Linked DNA regions of Mus musculus: region 1 is linked to region 2. A link is a contact called in public Hi-C data. All regions are on one chromosome and are shown on one strand. The core of a region is the stretch at or near the end of the contact, and the rest is flanking DNA. Distances in the headings are between cores, read along the strand shown.

Region 1 (3,949 bases), core at 628-3,127, 740 kb before region 2:
TGAGCTGCAACGCTGTTGAGGCCAGACCTTTCCTCATAATTAGCACTTATAAAAACAGTAATGTAAATTGCAGACTGTTACCAGGTTCTGGGGGTCCTTCTACCTCCTGCATCTTCTGAAACGCATAAAGAGAAAGTCCTGGCTTGAGAAAAAACTGTCTGTCTCAAAAAAAAGTACCTGTTTTCAGATGGGAATGATCTCATGCTCTATGAGGTGGTGCTTAAATGATTTCAGCACTTGGTAGTTTTTGTCCTAGGACAAGGGTGAACACCAGGACTTACACTTTCCTTCAGAATCAACACTGGATCCTGCTTCCAGTACCCCTTAAGACTATCTTCCACCCTTGTGACAGGTGGAAGTAGCAGTGGTTTGTCATGAAAGCAAGTCTGCTTCCACCAAGGAAAGATAACTATCATAGCAAATCCATTTTTTCTCCTAAGTACACTAAGATAGAGGATAAAACCTGCTTTAAAATGTATTTATACAGTATTGACTCTAACCTTGTCAACTCGTGCCTTTGAGGGTGTTCTATTCTAAAGTTGTCCCTTTGGCTATTGTCCAGTGTATGATCATGTAAAATACACTTAATTTTAGTTAAAAGCACATTGGCAATCACAAGAAATTTTAGAAAAGACAAAGATGAAGACCAAAATATACTACTCAGAAATAGGGAAATGAATATTTAAGTAAAATTTCATATGAATTAGATGTGTGTATACGTGTGTGTGTTGTATGCACAGGTGTGTGACTCAGAGGCCAGTGGAGGAAATCTGATCTCCTCTTACCACTCTCTACCTCATTTCTTTGAGACTAGATTTTCCTGAATCCTGAGATAGGCTAGTGGTTAGCAAACTCCAGCAATACTTCTGTCTTAGCACATCACAGCCCAACACTGTTGGGATTAAGGCCAACAGTGAGTATCCAGCCATGTTAAGCTTTTTATTAGAGCTCTAGGGATTTGAACGCAGATCCCCATGCTTTTGAAACAAGTGCTTTTACTTTCTGTAGGATATCACTCACCCCTGAATTTTTTTGAACTGAGTGCTATATCTTCTTAAACCAAATACTTCCTGGGTCTGGAGAAATGGCTTAGCAGTTAATAGCACTATCTTCTCTTCAAGAGAACCCTAGGATTTGTTTCCAGTATCTCCATGGCAGCTATCCATAAACTTTAGTTCCAAGGTATTCATCACTCTCTTCTGCCTTCAATAGGCACCGGGCATGCATATGGTGCCCAGACATACATACAGCCAAAACAATTATAATACTTAAAGAAAGAAGTTAACTAAAAAAATTAAACAAACAAAATGTCCATAACAAATGTTTTCAGAAAAAACAAAAACAAAAACAAAAAAAGGAAACAAACAAACAAATGTTTTCAGTAGTCCTATAAGGCATGCATGAACAATCACCTGTGAATTATGACTATTGTCACAGAACACAGACACTGAACACACAACACATATAGAACACACATACACGCTGACATATAATATACAGAGAACATACTACAAATACATAGGATGTATGTACAACACAGCACACATATATATTATGCACATTATACAAATATGTATGTACATACAAGTATACCATACATATAGCATATCCTTTTCACTGGCATTTAATAATTCACATGTTTTCCCCCTTTGTAAAATTAAAGCACTCAGGCTGCACCTTTCTGGTATTTAAATTAGTCTACATAAAAATCCTGAAGTCATTCATTTTCTAAGCTTTGCTCAGTCTCCTTGGCAACCTCCCTAGCAACAAACTTCTTTAAAAAGGAATCTCAAAAAAGTTGCATAGAATCATATTCTTTGCAATTATGTTTGGAATATGGGAAAATGTAAAACAAAGTCTCATATCACAATGTACACTGGCTTCCCTTAGTCTCCTTTATGTAGTACTCTTTCTTTCCTGGGATCATTCAATCTCCATACAGCCCTCAGAGCTATCCCAATAAACAAAAGACTGTGTATCATTTTTAGAATAAAACTCTTGTCCCAGTATTATGTTTTCCACTTTTCATGAAGCCCACATTTTGGCCAGAACTTGAAAATACCATCCCAAACCCTTGGTCTCTCTGGGTTCAGTCCCTCTCTTTTTAGGCATTCTTGCAGTTACCAAGTTCCTCTTATAAAACCTTGGCATTTGCTTTGCTCTTCGGTCTTCACTGCCTTCAGATACTTATCATACTCCTCCTGTATTCTCTGAGAAACGCTCAGGCTCCATGACCATCATAACTAATCTTCATTAATTGCAGTAGAATTTTATTTTATCTAAAATTTCTGTATTTTGCATATGCATTTATTATCTAGTATATTATCATGAAAGGGAGGACCTTTTCTTCACTGTTGCTTTATTCCCATCACCTAGTGTAGAGGTGGACTGAATAAATTAAATGACTTAATTGCCAGTATTTGTCTAGTGCCTCCCCTAAATCAAGATTTCTTGAGGAATTTGTTTGCTTTGGGGAATTCTGACAAAATGAATGACATTTATAGAGAATGAGGCCCAGTACCTCAGTTATCCTGGAAGCAATTGTTCATGCATTAGGGACATCCCAGATTTAATTTAAGAACCAAATTGGGATTCTGAAAGACAGTTGTGTTAGCTGTAATTAGAGTGTGAAAGTGGGAAGGGCAATTTTTGTTGCTCTGTTCCTTGCTGTCATCTAGTCTTCAAGGTCATGCATAAAACATGTTTGCTTGGACTTTGGCAAAGTTTAGCATGCTGGAGTAGAAGGAATAAATATCTGACAGATGGGTGGTTTCTGAGATTATAGAACTGATTGCAGGTACAAGAAAGAAATAGGTCTCTAATAGTTTTGATTTCTGATTCCCTGTTTCTTTTTCAGAAATAGTGCTTGACACAAAACATTAACTAACTGGATTATGGGTAATGAAGATTATTCTAGAAGAAATAAATGTGGGAATGATAATCAGAAGAATGTCTCTCAAATTCAATCCCCTCTTTGCTCTTTAATTATCCCTTAAGCAGCAGCTCTCCTGCACATATCTAAAAATAGACTGATGCTAGGTCAGGAGAAACATACAGTAACTTGTTTGCTCTGTATTCAATATTGGCTCAGATTTGCATATCAGTGTCACAAAACACATTTGCATATGTTTTCCTATTTTAAAATCTAACATCTATTATAGAAAGTACATACCCAGAGGTTTCATTAAATCTTAAACTATGAGTATAGGATTATATCACTTTTGTTTAGAACTTCACAGTTTACAAAATACTTTAATATAATAGTAATCACCACCATCATTCAATTCTTTCATCCCTGAGTATAAATAATCGTAAATTAACACTTAAAACAATGGTGACTCCTTCCCAAATTTGCATATAAACTGGCAATGCTTCTGAGGAGTCCTGAAAGAAGAAATTAGGTGACTTGTGTATCAGTACTGTGTGTTGCCTACTGTTATCATGACTTATCTAACATTTTTTTGTCACTGTTTTGGTTTGTCATGGCAATATTTCCCGTTCTTCAGACAACTATAAAAAAGTTCATGGTACCCATATTCACCTTGAGTTGATAGATATTGATATATAAGATACATCTTAAATTGTCTGAGATGTACTGGGCTCCTCATGAAGATAGAGAGAATGCTTCATTTTCATCAATTTTTTGATATACTCTTTTCTCTTCTACTTAATGGGACATTTGTCCATATATTTATGATCTTTTAGCTAGTTGCTTAACACCCTCCCTCAAATTCTCAAAGTACCTCTAGCAACAGCTTTAGTTTATTCTTAAGTAAAGTTGCTCCAAAGCATCACTTTTCATGACAACCTAATATAATAAGGATAAGGCATTGTTGGCTCCATTTTTATATTAGGATATAAATATAGAAAATATATTAAATTTAATAAACAATCACCAGAGGTCATAATGTTAAATTAGATAATGATAAGGCTTTCTACTATTTTAGTA
Region 2 (3,916 bases), core at 63-2,562:
CTGCATTTTGCAATGCACTTCTAAATTAAATGTCTCTAATAGCAAACTTTCCATTCTGCTTAAGTGTTTTATGCAATTTCCAAAAGAAAAAATGAATCACAATTCTTACATAAAGACAATGTTAAAAGACATGTCTTGAATTATTGCATCCATTTAAATAGATGTACATTTTAGAATGCATATTTGATTCATAAAACGAAGTTCTGATGCCTACATTTTTAAGAGAAAATAAATGAAAAGCCTTGCTTTCTCATAGCTTGTATAGCACCATCAAAACCTATATGTGATCACTGCACACAGCAATGTCAAAACCTATGTGACTTTTAAGACCATAAGCCTGTTTTCACCCACTGTTAGCCCTTAACTCTCTAAAAAGAAAATGTAGGCTGATCTCCATCATCCTGATAAACTCTCACTTCATATAATAAGGAAAGTCTATTAGAAATAGCTGTAGTAATTCATATATCAGATATAAGTTAGACTCTCTTTTAGGATAGATATAACAGTGGCAAGTAGAAGTCACTCCACATCAGTGACTTTCAACTGTGGTGGTGAAGCAGACAACAAAATACGACCACTTAGTACCCAAGGAGATAAAGGGGTCTGCAATCCTATAGGAGGAACAACAATATGAAAGAACCAGTACCACCTCCCCCCCCCCAGAGCTGTGTCTCAGGTTGCATATGTAGCAGAGGATGGCCTAGTCAGCCATCAATGCGAGGAGAGGCCCTTGGTCTTGCAAAGATCATATGCCCCAGTACAGGGGAATGCCAGGGCCAGGAAGCAGGAGTGGGTGGGTTGGGAAGCAGGGCAGGGGGAGGGTATAGGGGGCTTTGGGGATAGCATTTGAAATGTAAATGAAGAAAATATCTAATAAAAAAAGAAATATACATGGATGCTCTGAAGAAATTGGAAGATTAGAGAATCTTGGTATCTGTGTGTTTGAGGAGAGTTTGGCAATCTCTTTCAATTTTAGATAAATTGCTCATGGGAGACCTTTGTAAAAAGGTAGAGTTTGTGTTTTGAAGTGAGAATGTGAAAGGTGCAATCTAGAGAAGAAGAGAAGTCATGGGGACCACAAATGTGAAGCTTGAGACATTTATACAACATAAGCTTGATGTGTCGAAGAGAAAGCCAGAGTACTTTAAGTGTGGTGAGCTTGGGTGAGGAGGTCTAAGAATAGAGGCAAGCAGTGTGTGAAGCAAAATTACGAGAATTTTGTGAGCTGTGTTTCAGAATTAGGATGCATGCTGTTCTTAAGAAGCCACTGAGACTTTCAGCAAGAGAAATCTGTGGCAGAATGTAAGAACTACCAGGACCAGCCAGCTGCTCTGTAGAGTCATGCAAAACTGACTGAAAGAGGAATGCTGTCAGGAAACCACTGCAGCAGAGAATGTTTGCAAATTGTCACTGCATGTAAGACAGTAGCTCTGAAGATGGTAAGCAAGAAGAAAGAAGTCATGCTGGACTCAGAGGCAGTTTGACAAACAGAATACCATAAGAGGAAGAAACAGAAACTAGAGAGCTTCCCTAGTTCAGGTTAGACATGCTTCAGAGCAGTTTCTGGATATGGCGAAAAATAGAAGAGGAGCAGGTGAAGAGAAGCATGGTTTTCTGAAATTGGCAAAACAATCAAGTATAGGCAGTTGCAAAAAGCATCTACTCAAGGAAGAAGAAATGCAAACCTAAGAATCATCCACACATAGCAAAATTTAAAATTAAGGCACTCACTGAAGTTGTCAAAGGAGGGAGTATATGATAAGACCCAGACCTGAATTTTGAACATATCAATTTTTTATTGTTTGAGCATTGAGGAGAAGCCTATAAAATACCCTAAAAGTGGGGGACAAAGAGTTAAAAAGTAAAAGCCATACAGGGAGAGCAGCAGAAATCCAGAAAAAGACAACTGAGAGGAGTCAGCTGTACCCATCACTGATGAGAAGTCAAGTAAGACAGGAAGAGAAAGCTGCAGATCAGCCTCAGCTAGATGGGTCATCAATAGATCAATGGGAGCTATTTCAGGAGTGCAGTGTGTTCAGCTCATCAGAATGGTTGGAAAGTATAGATTAGCAGAAAGCAAATACAGAGAATTCCTTCAGGCTTAATTACAAAACCAAGCTGTGAGGTATAACTGAACAAGGAGAGTCTGATGGAAACTATTGGAGCAAAGTGTCCTTACAAGCTAATGGGAATGGCCATGCAGAAAGGAAAAGGGGATGCAGGAGAAAATCAAGGTGGTTGTAGGAACAGAAGCTTCAAGAATGAAAGGAATTGGACATGGTATAAATGAGGGAGTAGTATAAATATATCCCCCAAGAAGACTGGAAACTGCACACAGAAGAGCTGTAACTTTTTGTTTATTTGTTTATTCATTCATTCATTCATTCATTCATTTTCTTTCTTTACATCTTGGGGTCAATAGGGGAGTTCCCAACGAACTTTTGCTACAAGAAAGCAGGTGCCATGACATGAAGTAAGTACCTCAGTGCATCTAGTCACACCAAGCAGCTGGGCAGGTAGCCAATGCTTACATTTTTTTTTCAAGACTGTAAGTTAATAGAAGCTAAGTGCATTAAACAATCTGTCTATCACAAAAGATTTTTGGTCACTTAATAATTCAAATATAATTTACATTCTCTTTATCTCACATCACTTGACAACCACTACCCGGGCTTTAGGGAGAGCATACCAGATGTTCAGTTTTGTTGCTAATTTTTGTTTTCAAACATGTTGGCAATGTCATCAAATGGCTTAACTGCTGCACCAGAGTAGTATACAGAGATGTTTTCCTTAAGTTAGTTATTCTAATATGCCCAATTTCAATGATGAAAATAAATATCAAGTTTGAGTAGATTCTTAAATTAAACTTCCTTAAAATATTTGATGGAACATATTCTAAAATGTGAGTTTCTGTGACACTGCATAATTCAAATGTGTCCGAAAAAAAGACATGGCAAAGCAGGAAAGGGCACTGTGAGGCCATGTGGCCTCTTCTAGATGACCAAACACTTGCTTAGGAAGTATACTAGTTAAAACACTTTGGATCAAAACCCCATAATGCAACTGTAAATTGCTGCTGAAACCTTTTTCATAATGTTCTATAGCTTGCTGAAATGTCAATCTGGGAATGATGTGAGCCTTTAAGTGACTCATGGTCTGAATGCTATGCTGTAGGCCTGATAAAGCCTATGAGGATTCAGGGTCTATCTAAAACTGTAAATGAAGCCACAGTTGATGACATTCTGCTGGCTATGGTTCTCAATAAAAATCAATCCCTCCATTTTTTCTCTTAATGTACAATAACTGACAAAATTATTTTTATTGGCAGTAAGTTTTCAGACTGTTGTAGAAAGAACATTTTAAAAGATTTGGTTCTAGATGAAAGAAACAGAGTATCAACACATAGTGCAGAAAGTGGGTGAGGACTATAAACCCCGATGATTCTTGCATTCTGTAGTGATACCAAGAAATCTGAAACCCTCACTGCACATCAGTAATGTATATGTTTAAAACTGTTAATCAAATATAACAGCTCATATTCAACATTAGTTTATAAAGTTACCTCCTTTTGTTCTCTAATTGCTCTAGCTAGAACTTCAAGTACTATATTTAATAAATAGGTAGAGAGTGAGAAGCCTTGTCTAGTCCCTGATTTTAGTGGGCCTAAGCTGCAGCCTTAATATTGATTAACTCGTATAGCTAGGTGAGGAACCAAAGGAAACTCTGCCATGCTTGTGACACCAATTGAAAATAAATAATGTCTGTGCCCTTGCTGATACATAATTGTGCCCTGCCCTGACAAATCTGAGACTCAATACAGTAATAAAATGAATAGCAATTTTTAATATAACTTTATGTATCTGACTGGCATAGGGTATGGTATGGTATGTGTGTATGTGTGTATATGTATGTTTGT

The links. A called contact is a pair of places that touch in the nucleus more often than the background predicts.
Region 1: a contact with region 2 is called in a Hi-C map of cortical neurons, with 2.2 times the contacts expected there. The contact joins two enhancer-like sites.

The regions. Positions count from the first base shown.
Region 1 is chr3:159,015,294-159,019,242 of GRCm38.p6, reverse strand. No RefSeq gene overlaps it. Among named protein-coding and RNA genes, the nearest start is that of Gm20752, 59 kb to the left of the region's middle. Within about 2 kb of position 1,877, at least 7 of the 459 cell types and tissues checked have an H3K27ac peak or open chromatin away from gene starts, as enhancers often do. A contact at or near this core is called in cortical neurons, where this site is marked.
Region 2 is chr3:158,276,182-158,280,097 of GRCm38.p6, reverse strand. The region is part of intron 8 of Lrrc7 (leucine rich repeat containing 7); the gene reads left to right. Among named protein-coding and RNA genes, the nearest start is that of Lrrc40, 240 kb to the right of the region's middle. Within about 2 kb of position 1,312, at least 8 of the 459 cell types and tissues checked have an H3K27ac peak or open chromatin away from gene starts, as enhancers often do. A contact at or near this core is called in cortical neurons, where this site is marked.